3 separate regions of the Zea mays genome follow, and regions 2 and 3 are each linked to region 1. The links are chromatin contacts, called in public Hi-C maps. All regions are on one chromosome and are shown on one strand. The core of a region is the stretch at or near the end of the contact, and the rest is flanking DNA. Distances in the headings are between cores, read along the strand shown.

Evidence for each region. Hi-C and Micro-C count contacts between places; a contact is called where the count stands out from the background.
Region 2: a contact with region 1 is called in a Hi-C map of tassel, with 2.1 times the contacts expected there. The contact joins the promoter of LOC100216935 here to the promoter of LOC103630579 in region 1. A contact is called at or near these places in 2 of 25 Hi-C or Micro-C datasets (ear and tassel).
Region 3: a Hi-C map of ear shows a contact between it and region 1, with 2.4 times the contacts expected there. The contact joins the promoter of LOC100381551 here to the promoter of LOC103630579 in region 1. A contact is called at or near these places in 2 of 25 Hi-C or Micro-C datasets (ear and leaf).

The regions. Positions count from the first base shown.
Region 1 is chr6:169,454,186-169,457,985 of Zm-B73-REFERENCE-NAM-5.0, reverse strand. It overlaps LOC103630579 (F-box protein), which reads right to left and starts at 2,317. Exons shown (of 2, transcript XM_008651626.4): 1 at 805-2,317. The coding sequence starts at 2,083. The coding sequence ends at 845.
Region 2 is chr6:169,325,982-169,329,785 of Zm-B73-REFERENCE-NAM-5.0, reverse strand. LOC100216935 reads right to left here and starts at 2,540. Exons shown (of 1, transcript NM_001143319.1): 1 at 1,972-2,540. The coding sequence starts at 2,474. The coding sequence ends at 2,157. LOC100274237 reads left to right here. Exons shown (of 7, transcript NM_001353440.1): 2 at 1-39; 3 at 184-347; 4 at 456-664; 5 at 831-880; 6 at 1,088-1,147; 7 at 1,391-1,674. The coding sequence ends at 1,407.
Region 3 is chr6:169,672,024-169,675,863 of Zm-B73-REFERENCE-NAM-5.0, reverse strand. It overlaps LOC100381551, which reads right to left and starts at 2,047. Exons shown (of 18, transcript NM_001318235.1): 1 at 1,772-2,047; 2 at 738-810; 3 at 540-583. The coding sequence starts at 1,923.

The DNA.
Region 1 (3,800 bases), core at 1,068-3,567:
GAGTAAGCAGAATACTATACTTAGCAGTCGTAGCCAGTACAGTGGCAGAACGAGGAACAGAGTAATACAAGTAACCAACATGAAGTTGTAGAAGTCTATACTCTGAAAAAAAACTTACTATGGAACAGAATCAAAACACCAAGAAAGGCAAAGATCCCTTTTGGCTAAACAAGGTTTGGTTTGCGGTGAGATAACAACAAATACAGGCACTCCAGCATTTGGATATGGCGAGGTCAATGAGCAGGGTATTAGCACAAAGCTACCAACGAAGCAAAAAAATGTCATAAGGAGCCAGTGTTTTGAGGAATTGTGCAAACTAGCTAGTCACGTCTTTTCGTTTTGCAGCCCAGGTCCCTCTGTCCTCTGTGCTTTTGTTTTGCTATATGGCCTCTACAATAAGCTTCAATCCACCATACAGCGGCTGATGTGTGGGCAAAAAAAATTTGGAAACACCAAATAGCACTTGGAATCAACATGGGTGCAGGGTGCCCAGCTCGGCCAAAAAAAAAAGAACATAGGTTTCCACCTAATACTGGTCCTGACTGCCCAAAACTTAGTTCCACCTAATGAACTAAAAGTCTAAAACAGAAATTTGTGTACTTCTAAGATGCAACACAAGCCAAAGTCAAATTCGGCACATAAATTCAACCAAGATATTTTGACTCGTGCTGTTTAGTGTTTAGAAAAATGTGTGTCGAGGTGACCTAGTTGTATTCATTTCAGTATTTCACAATTATGCAAGAATACTAAAACTCGATCTACCAAACAGAAATTACAAACAAAAATCAGACAACTATTGTGTACCTCTCACATCTGAAGCTTCCAAAATGCCATCTCCCATAGATTAGAATGAATTCATCTCAAGGCTGTAGGTCCTTCGCTTGAGAAGCATCTTCGCCGCTGTTCTATATGGCTCCTCGAATGCATCCAACACCCAGGCTGCATCAGCAGTTTCATTCCAAACTGTGTCCCCTGTTCCTTCCTCACTTGGCTTGATGGCCACCAGCGTTGCACCATTCAGCAACAACCCCCCAGGCAGCTCAATACATGGTGCATACCACAGCCACATGCAAAGCTCTGGCATGAGCGTCCGGTGTGAGCCCCTAGATGTTGACACCGGTCTCACCCTCAGCTCCTGCAGTTGGCACTTGTCCATGGTGAGCACTCCCTGACCATCAGCATCTGTCAGGTCCAATGTCTCGAGCGTCATGTGATCAGCAATGATCGGCTGCAGCAAGTAATGCCTCGCGGCGGCCGCAATCAATGAGCTGATTGACCAAACCACTCGCAGCTTAAACCCCCCATTTGTGTAGAACGACTCAGGGATGCTTCCTGAATCGTCACATTCATCAGGCTCGGTGTGGCCACTGTCATCAGAGGGAGCGGCGCTCGGACTATCTGAGCCAGCTGAGGAGGGGGAGGGCGACGGCGAGGCTGAGGATGCTCCAAGGATGACGCAGCTGCCCAGTGTGGACCCGAAGTCAGCCTTCCACTTGAGCATCACGCCATCGTCCATGCCGAGCTCGCCCGCTGGGAGCTCGATGCGAAGGTGGCGGAGCTCCTTGAAGGAACGGAGCACCTCCGATGGCGAGTGGTGCGACACGTCCCCAGCAGGCAGTGGCGAGGAGGAGGACGACGACGACGATAGCGACGAAGCGGCGGATGCCGGAAAGCCGGAGGCGGAGTTGGCGGGTGAGAGGATCTGACCAAGCGCCTGGATGGGCTTCACGATGCCGCCGAGCACGATGCGCGCAATCTGTGAGAAGACCCCGCGGGCGCGCACGGACGCCGTAGGAGAGGACGGCGTTGACGAGGAGGACGAGGAGGAGGGGGGCTCGTCGGGGATAACGCAGTCGACGCGGACGAGGACGGAGTCGACGAGGGGCACGAGCTCGTGGAAGCGGCGGGAGACGAGGGAGCAGCGGCCGAGCGCCTTGACGTCGCCGATGCGGTTGAAGATGACGAGGAGGAGCGCGTCCGGGAGGCGGTCGAATTGGTCGTCGCCAGCGGCCCCCGAGAGCCAGCGCTCGTCGCCGCCGAGGTCGCACCGCCAGCGGCGGGATCCCACGGGATCTTCGGACATCGGCGGCGGCGGGGCAGACCGGATCTGAAGGGGGGAATGCAGGGAGGGAGGCGTGGGAGACGTGGGCACGCGCCGAGGAGCGCACAGAGTGAGCCAGGAGGAGAGACAGAGAGAGAAGGAGAGGTGGTGGGCTCGCACTCTTGTTTTTTTTTTCGCCGTTTCGGCAGACGGCAGGGATGATGCTGGCAAGGCCCCCCCTGACCTTTCTAAAAATTACACCGTAGGGAGAAACTTAACACTAATGGCCAGCCACATGGTTTAAATTGCCAACACCCAACAACCATGGACCAGCAATTTCCCCATACGAAATGCACCGATTATACCGGGATTTCACTTAAAATGCAAAGATGAAGCAGTAACAACTAATCTCTGGAAAACTAGCACCGGTGAGAAATAACAATAGCATGAAAGTGGTCATTCAATTTAAAGAAAGAACAAAACCAACCAACATTATTTTATTAAGCAACAACTAACTTTGTTTGGAACCTCGATTTTTTGGGGTAACCGACGCCAATTATAAAGGGAGTAAAAATGTGTTGCAGGATGAAAACGGAAATGATAATTTTCAAATATCGGGAATCATTTTTGAATTTTTACCGAAATTTAGGTCTAAACGGAAACAGTTACCGAAAATACGGAAATGGAATCGGTAGAAAAAAAACCGGAATCGAAAACGAAAACGGTTTGGGCTTTTTCCGTCCGTTTCCGAAAATTGCCGTTTTTATTCGGTATTTTACTGTCGGTAATAAATTCGATATTTTTCAGAAAAATATTAAATCTGAACTTATCTTTATAAATTCATAATAAATTCATCTTAGCTTAGAAAAATATGAAACTAATTTTATTATTTTCCTAAAATCAAGATCTATCTAATGATATATAGTTTAAAATCATTTAAAACTTTTATAAATCTTATTTATGTTTTTTACCTATTATTACTCTATACATATATTCATAATTTGCACGAGAACTTAAGAAGGACTAAGAGGACACTAACTATATTGACTATGCCAAATAGTAGGAGCACACATAGAATTTAAGTGTCATATCATTATACACATCTTGATTCTACTTTATTTAAATACATAATGATGATTTTATTATTGTATATTTCTTACCTTATATATTTATTGTAACCTCCTACCTTATATATTATTACTAATTTTATATGAATGTATGACTTGCATGAATTTTTGAAGTCAATTGATGGTACATGTTATAAAAATCGATCAAATTTTAGATTCTGATAACCGGTGTAATTTTCGCACCGAACTTTTGTTTCCGATGTTTTCATTTCCGGAGTTACCGTTTTCAATCTCGTTTCCGAGAAAAAATATGAAAACGAAAATGGTGTTTTTCGATCGTTTCCGACTGTTTTCACTTGCAGGTATCTAGATTTTTTTCACATTCTCGTTTAGGTCCCTTTAACTTTCTAGGTGGTTAATTCAAGGGACTTTAGAGTTTAGACCAATGATTTGATTTAGAATGTAACTATTTGTAAAGTCGATGGTGGCCCTGAGGGTGAGGCAGAGTAGCGACCACCCTATAACCCTAAGTTTATAGGGCCCCGACACTAGGTATACATTCAATAGTCAGTCTATCATTATATGTCAAAATAGTCCAGCAGCGAAGTATTAAAAAGTTGATGGCCACAACCCACAATGTCAAAACAGTCTATTATTTTAATTTCATGAACCACCAACGACGCATTTTAAGT
Region 2 (3,804 bases), core at 1,291-3,790, 130 kb after region 1:
GCTTGAGGAGGGTCATGGAACAGCAAAGGATTTCAACCGGTAGGTGTTTGGTTCGGTGTTACTCACAGGTTTCAGGTTTCACCTAACATAGGAACATGGAAACCGTGATCACTGATCAATCATTTTATATGATATTTGCATTTACACTAACGTGCAAGATGTATTAAACCTTTGTCTCTGCAGCTTTCTGCAGACAATCACGAGTTTCGAGCTCTACTGTTTCTTTCTCTGACCTCGATGAGAAGGGTGACATGGAATATGATGATAACTCTCCAAATTCAAAGAGGGAGTTACGACCCCAAGGTGTAGATCCCAATAAGGGCTGGGAATTCCGTGGTGTGCACAGGGTATGGACATAAAACTGGACATCCTATATCTTTTATATGAAATTCTGCCCGTTGTTTTGTTTTTGAGGAGCACTATTGTACAGTTATAATCTGTTCTGCTTTTGCTAGGCCATCATCTGTGGCAAAGTTGGACAAGTCCCTGTGCAAAAAATTTTAAGGAATGGGCATACAGTAACCGTTTTTACTGTTGGAACTGGTGGCATGTTTGACCAGAGGGTAATTGGGCCTAAGGATTTGCCAAAGCCAGCTCAGTGGCACCGCATAGCTGTCCATAATGACTACTTAAGTGCTTATGCTGTTCAGAAGCTGGTGAAGAAGTATGTGGTTTAATAAAAAAATCCTCATCTTACCTTGAATACAACTATATCTATCTTTTTTGCTATGGATGCTGTTATATATATATATATTTTTTTTTCTTTTACCTTGTGTTAGTTCTGCTGTCTATGTTGAGGGTGATATTGAAACCAGGGTCTACAATGACAGTGTTAATGATCAAGTCAAAAACATACCTGAGATATGTGTTCGACGTGATGGTATGCTGATTCGCACAAGCTTCTTTCCTATCATGTTTATTATTGAGACTGTATTCCACATAAGTAGTTTTCATATGTAACTCAACAGCAATGACATTTTTTTACGTGATAACATAGGGTGTCCTTGTATGGTAGGTTACATCTACCTTTTATTTTCATGTCTCCGTTGAAGAAAGCCTAATGTTTGGATAACTATTCTATGTGCAGGCAAGATTCAATTGGTTAAATCTGGGGACAGTGCTGCTAACATATCATTAGATGAACTAAGTAAGTTCGCTGAACATATTATGATTTTGATATTGTAAGAAAGTACGCATGTTCAACCAAACATGTGTTTGATTTGTTAGATAAACAAAAAAAGCCGTTTGATCTATCAAACCTGACCTTTTCGAATGGTATTTATGGAATTACAATTATCATTTCAGTGTGGACCTAAATCATAATTTGGCTACCTTTTTTGACTAAGTTTTCAATCATGCAAATGATAATAACAATAGTCTTTGGTTGCAGGAGAAGGACTGTTCTAGCTATAGTGAAAGATGTCAGGAGTATGCTTCTGGCTTGAGGCAAGTTTGAGTATGTTTGTGCTTCTTAGTCTCAGCACTACTAGTATTAGAGTGATGCTTCATGCTTGCGTACCCCTCTGGCTGGGTTTTCATTCGTTTGAACTCTAGCTTATATTGCCAAATTTACTTATCTGCAGAATATTTGAGCCCTCAATGAAACATCTCTCTGTGTAATTTACTGCTACTGTCTTTTCCATGCGATGCGCATCTGTCATTAACTCATTATCTAGGCCTCCTTGATCCTCATGTTGGCTTTCTTTTAGTAAAAAAAGAAGTACCCTTTGTTTCCAGTACTATCTTCAAGTACCTTACGATTAATCAAGTGAAGCTACTGTTCACTCTTCACACCATTAGAACTGAATAGTAAGAATTGACTCGTGGAAACAAATTACCAGAATAAATAAATTGAGGAAAAGAAACAAAATCACCAACTAGATCTGAAGGAAACAAATGCAGGAAATAAGAAACTAAAAACAGAAAATAAGGTAGATGTATCTCCTGTGGACGGCACTTGATTCATGTAGTGATCATGAAACCTCGGATTAATAATATCGCTCATATTTACAGTTGACATGCTGCCTGTATTATATATAAATACAATATACTTATAGTAGGACACATACATTTAGTAGATTTGAGAGGCTCCCACATCGATGCACTGACCTTAAGGCGACTAGAAGCATCTCTGTCGACAGCCCTTACCTACCTTGCTATGCTGGGTGTGCTTTTGATGGCGTTGCTGGCCTCCTCTTGTCCCCTGACCTCCTCCTGAGCATCTCCTTCATGCCATCGGCTACCCGGACAGCTGGGCTTGACAGCGTCATCCTGCAGAATTCCATGTGAGCCTTGACAGCCTCTTCAACTCTACCCTGGCCGGTCCTGTGTTTGCTGAGCTCATCCCTTACAGCCTCGGAGCACAAGCCACAGAGCCATCTCCCCCCAAAGCTGCCCTTGACATTGTCTATGTATTCCTGGGTGCAGTCCTCTCTGAGGCTACAGCAGGCGCACCTCACCGACTCGATGTCCATCTCCAGTGCTCATGAAAGCTAAGGCCCTGCGAACCGGCAGAGGCATAGAAATAGAGCTGGAAGGCGATAGCAAGGCAGAGAGGGAGGGAGACAGTAGATACCAGCAGCCAGGGGGGAACAATTGGGGGCCTCGTCCCTCTGGACTAGGTTGCTACTTGTCTGGAGAAATTGGACAGCTTGTCTTTTTTCCTCTGGATTGTTTTGCCTTGCTCTGATCGATGGTTGAAATTTCGTGATCTGCCCAGGCCCATTGTATCTTGAGCAGCGCACTAGCTGGTGAGAAAGCCTATGATCAGCGTCACATGGCTGTAACTGTAACTGTGATGGAGGTACGGGTACCAGCAGAAGCCTGTGTTAGAGAAATTAGGGAGTAAGCCACAGGATCTCGAACGCGTTAGTGGATTGATGACTAATCGTGATCTTCAGGGTAGTCCGCCATCGGTAGTCGGAAGTAGAGGTCATCTAGGACTCAGGTGGGGAAGAAGTTGATGACTCTTTGGCGCATACCTATTCCATGGGCCTGAGATCACTATCACTTATCCAACAGACTGTACTCTTGTTTTGAAGATGCAGAAAAGCTCCATAAATTTTCTTGGAAGAAATAGCAGGTCCTTGCATATCTGAAATTGGATTTTATGTGTGCTTGATATGTTGGCTCTAATGCTATCTCCAGCAGAGCAGATCCTCTATCGTATCTTCTATTTCAAACTTCACTCTACAAACATTGTCATTTATAGTTATGCGTCCCCTATTTTACCTTACCTAATAGAGACATACTAACTTTGGGTTGCAGTGTGTTTTGCTGGCACCGGGCAGGCTATCAGCTCATCTGCATTGTGTCCAGATGAGATGCTCTGTGCTGCGGTTGTTTTGCTGAATGCTTGGAGCATGGTATCCTTGAACTGAAGTGGCGCTTGAGAATTGGAGGAGTTTTGGTTTGACATGAGAAAGGCTGGCATGGTTTTCCCTTCACTCACACCGGGAACGCAGAAGCCTGCAGTTCTCTTCCCTGCCTAAAACACTAGTAAAATGACAACGCGAGGCTCCATGATGTTGATGTCCTTGCCCGCGAGTAGATGCGCACCAATAGTTCGCACCCTGTTCTCACATCCTCAACGACACAGTGACACCCTGTGCATGGGCGACGAGCCGACCCGGGATCACGGCGCGCTGGCGTACGTGCATGTGCCGTGAACAGACGCCCCGCGAAGGCCTGCCTCCGAGGCCGCGCGCGTTTCTTCCCGGGACGTCGACGCGCGGTCACGGGCCGCGCGGCGGGCACCTGTTAAGATAGCACCCTCTCCTTCTGAGCGGCGGAGACGACCGGTGG
Region 3 (3,840 bases), core at 798-3,297, 220 kb before region 1:
AACAAAATATTTAGAAGCTTTGATGACTAATTGTGAAATAAAGTTTTAGACGAGTAGTTCAGTGACTATATGGTATACAGAGCGAGAGATATTTAGAAGCCTTGATGATTGTATAATCATCGAACATTCTCAAACCATGAGTAATCGTAGAATACCTACTACTCACATTACTATTCATGGCTAGCAAGTAGCAACTTAGTGGTATGTTACATAAAGTTTTATTGTTACTCATGGCCAACATATATACTATTTCTTTGTTACACTAGCACCTCCTTAATTTTAGTCTTGCGTCCGCCATTGGTTCCAAATTGTAAGTCATTTTAGTTTTGACCAAGTTTATAGAAACAATGAACAAACATCTACCACATCAAACAAGATTCATCAGATACATCATGAGATTTATTTTAATATTTGATTAATATATTTTTCTATAAACTTCATCAAAGTTAAACTAGTTTGGCTTAGGACAAAACTAGAATGACTTACAATTTGAAACAGAGGAGTACATTTATAAGCATGAAGCACAGAATGCTACTTACCATCTCAGACTTTGGTACTTCAGACCGAGGTGGAAAAGAAGTTTCTACACAGAGAACACGTAAATGTGGGAGAGCATATTGCGTTAGGCGATTTATATAAACCAAAATGAACTCCAGATGTGGTTAGAAAGAGGAACAAGTGGAATAAAAATAAAGAAAACACGTGGTGACTAAGACTGGATATATAATTATATAAACCTTGTGCGCTGTAGGAAGCATTTTGAATGACCGCTCATATCTCTCGACATCCCTTTCTGCAGCATCTTGATAGCTATCACAACCACCAAAACAAATGTTTTCAATCAGCATAAAAGGGTGGAGCCAAAATTTTCTCAGGTATATTGTTCAATATCACTTCATCCTCTGAATAAAAATCAACAGTTGATTAGCTACCTTATGTTGCATATATAGACAAAACTTCTAAACGAACCAACAGCTGACGACAAACTACAGATGATTTCCACTGAACATTTTAAGGATGCTACATTGGTCGACTATGTCAAAAATGCTTAACGTAGGCAATTTACCATGCTGCCATTAAATGCACCCCCTGATGGCATCAATCAACATGTAGGGATGCAAATGTAGTCTGCAAACCAACAAATAGGCCATTTGAAACAGGCTGCTCGAACCACTTACCCACTTGCATTCTTAATCGACCACCACCAAGAGCAAGCACAGTGCTAGAAAACCCCATGTTACTCGCATGTATCCAGTTAATCTTCTCTCCATGTTCCTTGTAGCTTGTAAGATGAGCCTAACAAGCTAAGGAAAACCAAGAAAAACTTTACAGGGTCTAGCACCACTACTAGTAACCGTGGTTAACTAACAATTACTCAAACTACCAATAATCTCTCTATCTATGAGTGGGGGGTCGCATGGTGCTGTGTTAATCGGGAACTGCATAAGTGCCTTACACTCTCCAGAAAAGCAGAAAGTCAGCGCAGTGAATCCCTGCCACCGCCCAATCGACTCCTGTTAGCATCTCACACTGTCGAACCGGAGAGCGCCCACGAACCCTACGACTCACTCTTAAGCATCATCAGAGCACAGTATCCTCCGTTCCAGCCCATCCTATCAAGCCATCGTTCCTGGGTTGGACCAGCACGCGGAACCGCTTCTAGCACCCCGTTTATACACGTCCAATCAACTGCGGGCGGCGGTGACGCCGTAGGAACGAATGGAGGCTAATTCGTCAGGGTAGAAGAGAGAGCCGGGATGGGTGCGCGTACTTGGCGTAGGCGGCGATGATGCGGCGGAGGGACTTGATCTCGAGGGCCTCCTCCTCCTCGGTGTACCGCCGCTCAACCATACTCTCCGGCGGCGGCGAGGTGGATGGATGGGTTAATCGGTGGCTCTCAAATCGAACGGCAGCGGCCGTCATCAGTTGCTTGTTTTTTTTCCCTCGTCAGATGGCTGACAGTGACAGGCCTTGTCACGTGCAATACTCGTGCGTACCGACTACCGAGTATGCATCAGGGTCCAGAACTCCGGCCTTGTGAGTAGTCATCAGGTCCAGCACTTGGGGTCTGTTTGGATGCAAGCCCAGGGATACCAGAATAAATATTGGCCTTGCTAAGCCATTTGGCCAGTGTTTAGTTAAAGGCTAAATTTTAACTATGCTCATAAAATATTGGCCATGCTAGTCCCAATCCTTATAGCCAAAACCAGGGCGTCCAAATCAACTGCCCAAATTTGATCGAGTCACGTTGCATTTTGGCCACAACCAAACACTAAAGGGGTGTTTGGTTTGTAGGGACTAATTTTTAGTCCCTACATTTTATTCCACTTTAATTACAAAATTATCAAATATAGAAACTAAAACTTTATTTTAGTTTCTATATTTGTCAATTTATACACTAAAATGGAACAAAATGAAGGGACTAAACATTAGTCCCTAGAAACCAAACACCCTCTAAAATTTGAGTCTAATTTTGGTTTAGCCTGACTTTATTCACTTACCTAATTTTGGTCAGGCTTTTTTTCGTCCACAACCAAACAGGTCCGAACTCCGAAGTGTCTCGCGGCCAGTCAATCCCGTAGCACCGTCGTACATGAAAACTAGGGTTGTAAACGAGCCTTCTTGGTGTGGCTTGCTAGCTGGCCGAATTCAGCTCGCTCGCTCGCTCACTCAGTAAGCAAGTTGTAGGAGGTTTGGCTTGGCTCGATGTTGATTCACGAGTCGGCTTACCTCACGAGTTGTACCTTTATAATTAATATTACATCATATAATAAATTAATAGTCTATAAATATACAAGTAATATAAATTATACATCATATAATAAATTAATAGTCTATAAATATACAAGTAATATAAATTGTTATATATTCATCACTGAAGGCTAAGAAATGAGCCAGATATTTATAAAAGTATCCAATATCTATTATGATTGTGTAGGTTTATTAATTTGATGTAGCTCGTAAGTCGACTCGTGAACCAGAACAAGCCGGCTCGGCTCGTTGCGCCAACAAGCTCTAAAATTTGGCTCGGCTCACGAGCCGTTTCGAGTCGACTTACGAGACTCGAGCTAATTTTGCAGACCAAATGAAAACGATAGGAAACCGTCATCCATAAACACTATATAAAGAATATTTTAAGAATTCATTCCCTACAGAAAAATTCCCTACGTGAGTTTTTGGAACACATGATTCAATCTTATCATTTTTTTAAATTCCTTTGGATTGTTTTTCTCCATATAAGTTTTAGAGCAAAAAAACAAAAGGCCCAACTTTTTTGGAAACTTTCCTATAACTCTTATATCTTTATTCAAATTCCTAGATAACATTCAAAGGCAATATGAGAAATTTTCATGCATCCTTAATTTCTTTAGAATTGCAAATCATAGTCAACTCTAATCATGTGTTTTTCCATTCCTATGTTTCAAAGGAGGCCTAAGGCTTACTTTAGATACATCCATTCCCTATAGGAATTGGATAGAATTGAGGGAGATATGAACTAATTTCCCCTCAACTCCATGAGGAATCATGGATCCAAACTAGCCTTAAGGCCTCCTTTGGAAAACAAAGAAATTTTGAATGATTGAAATCCTATATGCAATTTTCATATGTGATCCTTTGGGACAAAGGACCCAAGTTTCTACAAATCCCATAAAATCTATATGAAATGGTCTATTATGGTAAGGTTTTGGATGATTTCTACCATGAAGTCCAACCTCTTGTAATCTCCCTCCTCTAATTCATGACTTCTTATTATGTTGCATCTAAACGTTCCATTAGACGTTGTCAGGGAAAAGATCCCTGGACCCCTAGGGCCCACCGGTCAGAGAGAGCGCACGGGAG